Regions from separate parts of the Mus musculus genome. Here region 1 is linked to region 2. Evidence: chromatin contacts called from public promoter capture Hi-C data. All regions are on one chromosome and are shown on one strand. Each heading gives the region's core, a stretch centred on a gene start, on an enhancer-like site or on the middle of the called end of the contact. The rest is flanking DNA. Distances are from core to core; before and after follow the strand shown. Region 1 holds the start of Gm40090 (a long non-coding RNA gene). Region 2 overlaps Sema4a (sema domain, immunoglobulin domain (Ig), transmembrane domain (TM) and short cytoplasmic domain, (semaphorin) 4A).

What was found. Capture Hi-C pulls out chosen DNA fragments and counts their contacts.
Region 1: a promoter capture Hi-C map of adipose tissue shows a contact between it and region 2. The contact joins two enhancer-like sites. A contact is called at or near these places in 3 of 115 datasets of contacts at active chromatin or transcription factors (embryonic stem cells and pancreatic cancer cells) and 3 of 9 other capture datasets (adipose tissue, liver and pancreatic islet).

The regions. Positions count from the first base shown.
Region 1 is chr3:88,601,801-88,607,638 of GRCm38.p6, reverse strand. Gm40090 (a long non-coding RNA gene) reads left to right here and starts at 242. Exons shown (of 3, transcript XR_003954655.1): 1 at 242-483; 2 at 1,493-1,631. It also overlaps a transcript of Arhgef2 not described here. Within about 2 kb of position 3,823, at least 41 of the 459 cell types and tissues checked have an H3K27ac peak or open chromatin away from gene starts, as enhancers often do. A contact at or near this core is called in adipose tissue, where this site is marked.
Region 2 is chr3:88,443,446-88,449,461 of GRCm38.p6, reverse strand. It overlaps Sema4a (sema domain, immunoglobulin domain (Ig), transmembrane domain (TM) and short cytoplasmic domain, (semaphorin) 4A), which reads left to right. Exons shown (of 15, transcript NM_013658.3): 10 at 1,321-1,471. Among named protein-coding and RNA genes, the nearest start is that of Mir7011, 5.5 kb to the right of the region's middle. Within about 2 kb of position 3,006, at least 41 of the 459 cell types and tissues checked have an H3K27ac peak or open chromatin away from gene starts, as enhancers often do. A contact at or near this core is called in adipose tissue, where this site is marked.

The sequences.
Region 1 (5,838 bases), core at 2,574-5,073, 160 kb before region 2:
TCTCAGCACAGTTGACTTCGGACAAGAGCGGCCCCTGCTGGTACAAAGGCGGTACTACCCTCCAGAAAGGACGGAGGGGCAGGGCAAGCTGAAGTCTCCTGGTTTGGTGTCAGGTGACAACATCTTTATCTCAGCGACGGGAAAGCCAGCGCTCCATCCCTCTGCACCCGAGGCACAGAATTAATGTGGTGACAATGAGACACCCAGAGAATCTAGGCAGGCGTCACAAAAGACACTCAAACTGTAGGCAGACGTCACAAAAGACACTCAAGCTAGCCTTGTGGGAAGATATTGCTGTTCACCCAGTTCCCACAAAACCATCGTTGGGACAAAGTCCCAGGACCACCCCCACCCCCACTCCCCGCCGCCGCTGCCCTGCTCCGTCCATGCTCATGCCCAACAGCTGAAGAATGCTGAACCACTCACCAGAGATAAGGGCATGTCTAAGAAGACCGTGCCCTGGTCAAGAGACTACCCTTGCTGGTAGGATGGGGGGGGGGGGGGGGAGGGAGGGCTGGACTCACTTCGGACTCATGTGAACAATCCCCTCCCCCGACCTTCTCTTTTTAACTTCCTCTATTTGGGGGAAGTGGTCAGGGATTTTCCAGGAGATAGGGAAGACGTGGGTCCTTCTCCCCAAACCTGCTAAGAATATGCAGACCTCTGAGGGAGGGCAGCTGTCCCCAGCCAAGCAGGGTGGCCTATCTCTATCATCTCAGTACGTGAGAGAGACTAGCCTGGGCTACCTGAAGCTCTGTCTCAAAAAACAAAAACCAACTGACAAACTAGTAAACATAAACCCCTGCTGTTTCTGGCTGCAGCTTTGTCCAAGAGACAGGTCCGCCTCAGTCTGAAGCCAGCAGCGTGGCAGACACCTGGGGAACAGTACCCACTTACATTAAGAAGCCTCTTAAACGTTCTCTGGACCTATTTTCTGGCTGTAGAATGAAGAGGCTAGATTATATGATCTCCAAGTTGTCGTCGTCGTCGTTTTTGCTCCGTTGTGTGGGGCTATGGAACTCAGATGGTGCCCACCCAGTTCTCCTCCCGAGCCCACCTGCTGGTGGTGCCATCCGTGGGAATGAGTGCCACTGTGGAGACCCCTGTTTTAGAAGCTCCATATTTCCCAAGCTTGTTCACAGGCTGGGCTGTGATTCTCCAGGAGAGCTTTCCACTCCGTTCATTCCTCAGAGATCCGAGTCTCTCCAGAGAGATTGGTGGCAGGGTGGGGGTGGGGCAATGACACCAGGATGTGCCTTTCTGAACACTCTTCCCAAGGTCTACAGATGAGCAAGGGAGGGTCAGAAGGTGCCCTGGGGACTCACCTGCTTATTGGATCCTGGAACTCCTTGCCAGGCCCCCAACTGTGTCTTTTGAAGGAGTCAGTAGTGTAACTGCGGGCACGGAAAGCCCCGGACCTTCTAAGGAGTGATGTGTGGAAGCCATCCTTGTTGTCTTCCTGGTTTTCCTCCCTCCCCTCCACTTCCTCCAGCTGTTCTCTGGATTCCACAGCAGCTGGGCAGCACTGAGGGAGACCATGAGGCACTGGGTCTTCACCTATGAAGGGCTCCCCTGGGACCGATCTGTTCATGGAAGGTACTCGGAGACAGCCCTGAATCAAGAAGAAAGAGGTGAGGGCTGGTGAGATGGCTTGGTGGGTAAGAACACTGACTGCTCTTCCAGAGGACCTGAGTTCAAATCCCAGCAACCACATGGTGGCTCACAACCACCCATAATAAGATCTGATGCCCTCTTCTGGAGTGTCTGAAGACAGCTACAGTGTACTTATGTATAATAATAAATAAATCTTAGAAAGAAAGAAAGAAAGAAAGAAAGAAAGAAAGAAAGAAAGAAAGAAAGAAAGAAAGAGGTGAGCAAAATTCTAGAACCCTGGAGGCCATGGTGCTACAGGCCTGTAATTCTCATCCTTCAAGAGGTTCATGGGGATGGCCCTGAGTGGGGTCAGGCTAGGCTGGCTTGGATGTTGAATTTCATATTAGCTTGTATTAAGAAAGAGGCTGTGTCTTTTACTTCCTTTTTTTAGTTTTATTTATTTATTTTATGTATATTAATATTGTTTTCTTTTTTTCTTTTCTTTGTTTGTTTCTCTGCCTTCCAAGTGCTGGGATTAAAGGCGTGCGCCACCACTGCCAGCCAAGTGTTCTGTTTTCATGCTTGCTAGAAGAGGGAATCAGATTCCATTCCAAATGGCTGTGAACCATCATGTGGTTGCTGGGAATTGAACTCACGACCTCTAGGAGAGCTGCCAGTGCTCTTAACCGATGAACCATCTCTCCAGCCTGAGGCCCCTGTCTTTTAAAGAAATAAAGAAGCTGGGTGTGGGTGGCACACACTTTTAATCCCAGCACTCTAAAAACAGGCAGTCTGATCTTCGTGAGTTTGAGACTAGCCTGGTCTACGTAGCAAGTTCCGGGCTAGCCAGAACTACAGAAAGAAAGAAAAGATCCTGGAGTGGGGACATCTCCACAGCCAGGCTGCTAAGCATCTCCTACCCCTCCCTTTGCTGAGACAGAGGCAGAGGCAAAGAATGCCTGCCTCAGGATCATGAGGTCCGCTGCATGCAAGGTCAAGTCTAGAACTTGGCTTTTCTAGCTCTTAATACACTGTTCTTTCCAGTGAAGAGAGCCTGGCTGGCAGAGGCGGCACATGTCTGCAGTCTCAGCACTTAGGAGGCAGACGGGAAAATCCAGAGTTCAAGGCCACTGTGCGCACTAAAGCAAGTTGAAAGCTAAAGGACACAGTGAAACCTTGTTTCAGAATGAAAACTATAAAGAGAAGTTCTTGTTTGCTCATTAATATCCCTCATGGAGCATCTATATTGAAAACAGCCATGCTAAGAAAAGCAGATACTGCAGATACTGAGTCTGTCCTTATAGTTGTGTGTGTGTGTGTGTGTGTGCGCGCATGCACACATAACTGTCAAATGCTGCAAGAGAAATTTTATCAAATCTTTGGCCAGGAAGAGTAAGGCAGTGCACAAGTTTAGATCCAGCCCTCAGGAGGCAGAGGCAAACCTCTGGGCCTTCAAGAAGAGCCTGATCTACATAGTAAGTTCCAGGACAGACAACAAACAAACAAAAAAACAGACCCAAAACCAACAACACAGCAAAAATAAAAACAAAGACAAAAACAAAAAAAACTTTTGTCTACCAGTGGGCCAGCACACATTACTAACTGGGAGTCTCCAGAAAGCAAAACAGGAGATGCAGGCTGACTTTGAGTGGGGCTAGAGTCAGGCCAAGAGAAGAGAAAAGCTACTAGGTTGGTAATGTAATGGGAAAAGGTCCTTATGTGGGCCTGGTGAAGTGGCTTGGTGGGTAAAGGCACTTGTCTGCAAGCCTGACTCCCTGAGTTCAATGCCTGGATCCTACAGTGGACGCAGGGAACAGACTCCCGAATGTCCTCTGACCTCCACGCATGTGCTGTGGAACGGTGCTCAAACAAGTGGCTCCTTTATTATTATTTATGCATGTGTGGCTCAGCGTACTTAAGGAGGTCAGAGGACACCTTCCAGGAGTTGGCTCTCTCTTTGTTCTCTCCATTGCTCCCTCCCACCTTCCCCAGACCGCTTTCCTCAGGAAATGGCTGAAGAAACAAGGAAGTAGACAATGAGGTCACATCTCTGTTTCCGGTGACACACATAGGAGATTCTAAAACAGGCGCTTGAAATGAAGTAACAGGGCAGGAAAAAACACTAAGCTGTCCCTTGATTTATCTTCCTGACCCCTTACTGCCCTGGACTGTCTCCACCTCTCTGGTGACTTCATTGACTAAGCTGCTGACCAATGACTAACAACTAGGGGGAGAACTTTAAATGTATGCAGCAGGGGGCGCTGTCGCTCAAAGCCAACCCCATGCTTCTTTCAGGTGTAACTGTGGTTTAATTGGGTTTACAAGTACAACCTTCCTAAGCAGGAATGGTCTTGGGCTTCTGTTACTGCCTCCTCCTCCTCTTTCTCTTCTCACTTTTGTCTTAGAAAATACAAGAATGGCATTCCTCACTGTGGTGGTTTCAATGAAAAGAGCCTCTATAGACTCTCATATTTTGAGTGTTTGGTCCCCAGTTTGGGAAAGAATAATGGGTGGGGTCTTGTTGGAGAGGTGTGTCACTGGGCGTAGGTTTAAGGTTTCCAAAACCTTCACCAGCTCCAGTGTCTCCCCACCTCCTCTCTCGGTCTCCTGCCTGTGAATCAAACATAAACTCTCAGCTACTGCTCCCGCACCCCGTTTATGCCTTCTTTTATAAGTTGCCTCAATCATGCTGTCTCTTCACAGAAATAGAATCATGATTAAGACACTTGGGGGGGGGGGCTGGAATAATGGCTCAGCGGGTAAGAGCACTGAATGCTTTTCTGAAGGTCCTGAGTTCAAGTCCCAGCAACCACATGATGGCTCACAATCAACTGTAATGAGATCTGATGCCCTCTTCTGGAGTGTCAGAAGATGGCTATAGTGTACTTACATATAATAAATAAATCTTTTTAAAAAGACAAAAACAAAAACAAACCAACAAAAAAAAAAGACACTTAGGGTTTAACGGGGGGTGGGGGTGGGGGGAGAGGGGACACATGCCTTTAATCCCAGCACTAGGCCATCTGAGAGATCTCTGTGAATTTGAGGCCAGCCTGGTCTATAGAACAAGTTCCAAGACAGCCGGAACTACACAGCCTGTCTTGAACCACCCCCACCTCCCAAAAAAAGACACCTATCTACTTATCCTACGAGAATATCAAGGATGCTAAGATACTGACGATAGCTGGGCACAGAGGTGCTCACCTCTCCCCCCCACACACACACACACACACTCGAGGCAGAGGCCATCTTGGTCTGTGTAGAGAGTTACCGGGAAGCCAGGGCTACATAGAGAGACCCGTTCTCAGAGAGAGAGAATGAATGAGAGCAACATGCATCAAGCAATTAACATAACTCCCATGCTAGGAACACATTCTATTGTTGCCACTGTTATGTTATTTAGGGCTTCCTGGAGTGAAGACCTAGAAAGACAGAAGCAGAAATAGGCATTGTGTAAGGTGACCTGCAGTTTTATCTTGAGACAAAAAGAGAAAATAAAAAGTCACAGTCAGACACTAACACCGCTGTGTGCAAAGTTATCAGGAAGAAGAGAAAAGAACAGCCTGTCTAATGCTCAGAGCCCTGGAAGGGAGGAGGCGGGAGGGGTCCTTTAGGATAGATCACGGCAAACCTTAGGTGTCAAGGCCATATCTGCCTTGTTAACATCTACAGTGCTGGATGTCAAACCCAGGGGCTCACACATGCCAGGAAAATGTTGGACCATTCAGCTACAATCCTAGATTTTGGGTTTTGAGACAGGACCTCGCTATGTAACCCAAGTATTTCAAGAATTCATGGAAACTCACCTGCCTCAGCCTCTGAACTACTGCAACTATTTGTTTGTTTTTGTAATTTTTCTTTTTTTTTTTTTTTTACTGTGTAGCCCTGTCTAGCCTTGAACTCACAGAGATCCAATTGTCTCTGCCTCCTGAGTGCTGGGATTAAAGGCATGTGCCATCATCTCCCAACTAGTTGTTGCTGTTTTATTATTTTTTTTTAAGATTTATTTATTTATTTATTTATGTAAGTACGCTGTAAATAAATAAACTTCAGACACTCCAGAAGAGGGCATCAGATCTTGTTACAGATCTTGAACCATCATGTGGTTGCTGGGATTTGAACTCAGGACCTTTAGAAGAACAAGTCTGTGCTCTTAACCACTGAGCCATCTCTCCAGACCCTGTTGTTGTTTGTTGTTGTTGTTGTTGTTGTTTATTTTCTATGTTTGGGTATTCTGCCTGCCTA
Region 2 (6,016 bases), core at 1,757-4,256:
AAATACCTAGCATCATGCTGCATGCCGTGTTCTCAGCACTTGGGAGGTGGAGGCAAGAGGCTAAGGAACTGGAGGCCAGTCTGAGCTACACAGAGAGAGCTTGTTGTCTCAAACAAAATAAAACATTGATAAAACAAAGACATGGTGGTGAGGAAGGAAGATCAGGAGTTCAAGGACTAATGCCTCAAAAATAAACAAGGGCTGGGGATGTAGCTCAGTTGGTAGAGCATTTGCCTAGCATGCACAGAGCCCTGAGTTGGATCCCAGCACCACCTAAGTCAGGGATGGTGGTAGATGGGAAGAAGAGACAGGAGGCCATCCTCTGCTCCATACTAATGATAGCCTCAGCTACTGGAGACTGTGTTAAGACAAACAAACAAAACCAATTCACTAGGCTAGGAAATGGAAGTAAAAGAAAATACCAGAAAGGCAGGACAAGGGTCTGTAGCGCTCAAATGCTATTGTAAAACTAAACACAGGCTGATGAGATGGCTCAGCTGTTCAGAGCACTGACAGCTCTTCCAGAGGTCCTGAGTTCAATTCAATACCCACATGGTGGCTGACAACCACCTGTAATGGAATCTGATGTCCTCTTCTGATGTGTTTGAGGACAGCTACATATACTGTACTGTCCAGTGTACTCATATACATAAAATAAATAATTTAAAACAAAAGAAAAAGAAAAAAAGTAAAACTAGACACAAACTTAGCACTAGCTTCCTAATGGCCATAGGTTATCGTTATGAGTGAGAAAACAGGAAGGACTTGCTCAGAGACCAAGAAAGGTCCAAAGGTCCCACAGCCACAGTCTGGCATCACAGTGTTTAGACACCTGCCAACCATGTATCAGGAAGCGAAGGTTTCTGGTGTGCAGGGTCTGTCATCAGTTAGATGCAGAACTGGGAACCCAGTCAGTGTGTCGAGGAGACTATGAGAAGACGTACTGGTTCGCCACAGACCAGCAGAAGAGACAGCCGTGGCTCATTCTCTGAGGACCACGAAGCCGGTTCTACCACTCTTCCTGTGGGCACAGCCCAGCCTGGGCAGGACAGGCAGGGGCCACCCCAGGGCCTACCTATGCCCCAATTAATCCTCATTAGGAGCAATCATATTTCAGATCCTGCGATGGGCTTCCAGACAGGCCTTAGGTCAGGGTCAGGGAACTCTGTGGGGCTGTCAGGTCCTTATCACCATCAGCAAGGAAAAAATAAGCCTCCAGAGGTTGGCCTGGCTCCTACCCTCTAGGCCGGCTGGGATTCCACTGGGGCTGGAGAGGCAGCCAAGGGAACCACAGTGAATGTCTTCTCTGGCTGTCTTCAGGCAGGTTGGCGGGACCAGGAGCTCAGCAGTCTGTGCCTTCTCTCTCACGGACATTGAGCGAGTCTTTAAAGGGAAGTACAAGGAGCTGAACAAGGAGACCTCCCGCTGGACCACTTACCGGGGCTCAGAGGTCAGCCCGAGGCCAGGCAGTGTAAGTACCACCCACTCCTCCCAGCACCATCATGGCAGGGCAAAGGTCCACACACCCCACCCAGCTGCTCATATGCCACAAATGTCTGATAACACCCTACATCCAGAACGATTGCCAGGGCCAACTCTTTCCCAGTGCTGAGCACCAAACCCCTGGCTTTATCACCAAAGAATTAAGAGCACATGGGCCAGGCGCCACAAGCATAGTTTTGGGCAGCTTCACCACCATTTCAGTTATTTTCAGGCAGGACCTCATGTAACTCAGGCTGGCCTTGAACTTCTGGCTACCTGGCCTCCACCTCCCAAATGCTTGGATTTCAGGCATGTGCCACCATGTCCAGCTTTTCACCTGCACCTTTTATTATTATTATTTTGTAATCTGAATTATCTGTACACGTAATTGAAATGAATCAAATAGGCTGAGCACAATGGCGTCCGTCTGTAATCCCAGTGGTCAGGAGGATGCAGGGGTAGGGAATTCAGTGCACATTCAAGGCAACCTCTGGATCAGAGACACCTACAGGACGGGTGCTGAAGCCCCATTCCCATCCAAGGCTGGCCTCAAACTCACCTCCTGCCTCTGTCCCGAGGGTGGGATCACAGGTGTGTGCTGCTTCTCCCTGGCTCTCGCTGGCATATCTCTCTCCAAACTCATGCTCACTGCCACAACATAGGTAGCTTGAAGTCGGTTTCAAAGGCAGTGTGCATCTCGGAAATTAGCAAATTCTACAAATCAGCCTTCCCTTCCCCCATGTTCTATTTCTAACTCATGTGAGCATTAAAAGGTGGCTTTTTTTTTTTTTTTTTCTGAGTTCTGGGAATCAAACCCAGGACCTCACATCTGCCCCGGCAAGTGCTCTAACACCAAGCCACAGTCTCCACCCCTAGGAATTTTTCAGCTATAGTTTTTATTTGTTTATTGTCTGTGATGTGTGTGGGTGCATGGGTAAAGGTGAGCGGACAATTTTGGGGAGTTGGCTCCCTTCTACCATCGTCCAATTGCCTCTAGAGCCATCTCCCCAGCCCCTGTCACTCTAATTTAGGCAGGATTACTATAGATGACTCACTCACAGCTGAGCGAGGTAGTAAGCCATGATAACCTTCCCTTTTTATAGACCTTCTGTTTACCTGGGGTGAGTTGTTATCCTGGTCGGTTTTTTGCTTGCTTTTTCTAAGTTCTTATATTCATTTCAACTTCTTCCCTAATCTCCTGGAGTTAGACCATTGGCTCCTTAAGCAGTTTCACTTTCTAAGAAAGCCTCAGATAGGCTGCAGCCCAGATGGCTGACCTCTGCGTCCATCTGCCTGGCCACAGTTTCCCTTCCTCCTCTTCTTGGAGTGTCCCTTGGCCACTCTCCAATGACGTAGCTTCTGTTTCTGGCACACATTCCGTGGCTTCATCTTTCTTTCCTTTTTTATCTTCCTTCCTTCCTTCTTTCCTTCTCTCTTTTGAGTCAGGACTCCTGTAGCTCATGGTGGCCCTGAACTCGATGGAGTTGAAGGTAACCTCAGTTTCTGATCCTCCTGCCTCCGTCATGAGTACCAGAAGTGTAAGCACTAAGCACGTACCATCGTGCCTAGTGCCTATGGCGTTGAGGGTTGCACCGTGAGCTTCCTGCATGTGGGCAGGCATTCTACTAACAGAGCTGTTCCCAGCACTCTGCTTCACCTTAAACTACCTCATTTTAGTAGAGGCTGTCCTCTATAGAGGCCTGAGAAAATAAAGACATAGGCAGGTAAAATTTTGGAGACGTTGAAAGCAGAAGCCTCCTTTATTTCACTCTTACTGTTGATGGTTTGACTAGGGTATGTAGTTAAGGGGCTGAAACCATCTCCTGCAAACTTTGCAAGGCTGACTATGTTACCTGTTTTGGAGATTTCCCAAGCTGTCTGGAGACCTAACCTTTTGGATATAACTTGTTTTCCCTCACTGGACTCTTTTAATGTTTAAATTACATAGTTCTTTGATTGTTTTGTGTGAGGGGCTCAGAGAGCAGCCTACAGGAGTCACTTCCCTTCCCATTAGGGAGAGAGGGCCAGCTGTCAGCAGCAAGCACCCCTACCTGCCGAGCCACCTGGCCAGTCCTTGGTGCTGAATTGGGTGCCCAGTGGACCACATTAGCCTGGACATTTCGTTTATTTTCTTGGCTTTGGAGAGCTTTTCTCATGCTCTGTGTCTTAGTCACTGTTCTATGGCCGTGAGGAGACACCGTGGCCAAGGCAGCTCTTATAAAAGAAAGCATTTAATTAGGGGCCGGCTACAGCTTCAGAGAGTGAGTTCATGGTTGGAAGCATGGCAGCAGGCAGGCGCAGGGCTGGTACAGTGGTTGAGAGCTTTATATCTCATCTATAGGCAGGAGGTAAAGAGACCTGGGCCTGGTGTGGGCTTTTGAAACCTCAAAGGCCACCTCAAGTGACACACCTCCTCCATCTAGTCACACCTCCTAATCCTAACCAGTTCAGTAGTGTGGGGCAGGGTGAGCCAAACATTCAAACAGAGGAGCCTGTGGGAGCCTTTCTCCTTCAGGTCTCCCATATACAGGTAGAGCTTGGTGGTAGAGCACTAACCTAGCCTCCACAAGGCCCTGGGCTCCATCCCCAACACTTCAGAACAGAAAAGTCTGCTTGAACTGTTTGTCCCTGTTTTTCTTTTTCTTTTTTTTTTTTTGTCCCTGTTTTTCATTCGACAAATATTTATTTTGCACGTGCTACTGTGTGATGCTACAGTAGACTGTGGGATGCAGGAGTGATTGAGTCAGAACGCAAGCCTCCCCATTCTGGAACTTACTCTTGAAAAAGACTGACTTCCTTTTATTTCACATGTATGAGTGCTTTGCCTGCATGTAGTATGTATGTGTAGCATGTGTGTGCTTGGGGCTTGAGGAGGTCAGAAATAGGCATTGGGTCCCCTGGAACAGGAGTTGTAGATACTGTGAGCCACTGTGTGGGTGCTGGGTACTGAACTCAGATCCTTTGCAAGATCAGCTAAGTACTCTTCACTGCTGAGCCAGCTGTCCTATTTTAATTTATTCTTTTGAAAGAGGCTTTGCTGTGTAACTTAGCCTGGCTTCAAAATTGTAATTCTCTTGCCTCTCTCTTTCAAGTGCTGTGAGAACAGACATGTGTTCCCGCTCACAGCTCAGAACATCTAAGATACTGTAAAGCAGTACTTCTAGGGGTCTCAACCCCGGTGTGGGGGAGGGGTCAAATGACCCTTTCACAGGGCCCACCTAAGGTGATTGGGAAACACAGGTCTTTATGATTCATAACAGTAGCAAAACTACAGTTATTAAGTAGCAATGAATAATTTTATGGTTGAGGGTCACCACAACATGAGGAACATGTATTAAAGAGTCAGCATTAGGGAGGTTAAGAACCACTGTTATAAGGCTGGAGAGATGGCTCAGTGGTTAAGAGCACTGACTGCTCTTCCAAAGGTCCTGAGTTCAAATCCCAGCAACCACATGGTGGCTTACAACCATCTATCATGAGATCTGACACCCTCTTCTGGTGTATCTAAATTACAGCTACAGTATACTTACATATAATAATAAATAAATCTAAAAAAAAAGAAGAAGAAGAACCACTGTCATAAAGGGTTTTTTTTGCTGTGTGTACATATACAATATTTGTATGTATACATGCATGTATATATGTGTACATGTATATATGTATGTATATATGTGTACATGTATATATGTATGTATATATGTGTACATGTATATATGTGTGTGTGAATATGTGTGCATGTATATATACATGTGTACATGTGTATGCATGTATGTGTCCATGTGCATGCATATGTGTATTACATGCATGTGTGTACATGTGTGTATGTGTGTGTACATGCATGTGCATGCATGTGTACATGCATGTTATAGGCCAGAGGTTGATGCTCTGTTTCTTCCTCATGTGTATCCCCATCTTTTACTCTCTTTCTTTTTATTCCATTGCCCTGGCTGGCCTGGAAGTCATTATGTAGATCAGGTTGACCTTAATTTCACAGAGATCTGCCTGCCTCTCCCTCCCATGTGCTGGGTCCACAATGCCCAGCTTTGCATCTTGCTTTTTGAGAACATCTCTCACTGAACCTAGAGTTTATTGATTGACTAGACCAGCTGGCCAGCAAGCCCTAAAGAGCCTCTCCTTTCCACGCCCCAGCACTGGGGGTGCAGGCACACATGCACTTGGCTTTTATGGGGCTGCTGGGGACCCAAACACAGGTCTTTATGTGTATACACTTCCCCAGCTTCCCCACACACTTCCCCAGCCTCCCCACACACTTCCCCAGCCTCCCCACACACTTCCCAAGTCTCCCCATACACCCCAGCCTCCCCACACATTTCCCCAGCCTCCCCACACATTTCCCCAGCCTTCCCATACACTTCCCCAGTCTCCCCACCTCTTCCCCTCCCCCCACCCCCCAGACAAGGTTTCTCTGTGTAGCCCCGGCTGTCCTGGACTCACACTATAGACCAGAGATCTGCCTGTCTCTGTCTCCCAAGCACTGGGATTAAAGTGTGTGCTGACACCATCTAGCTACCCA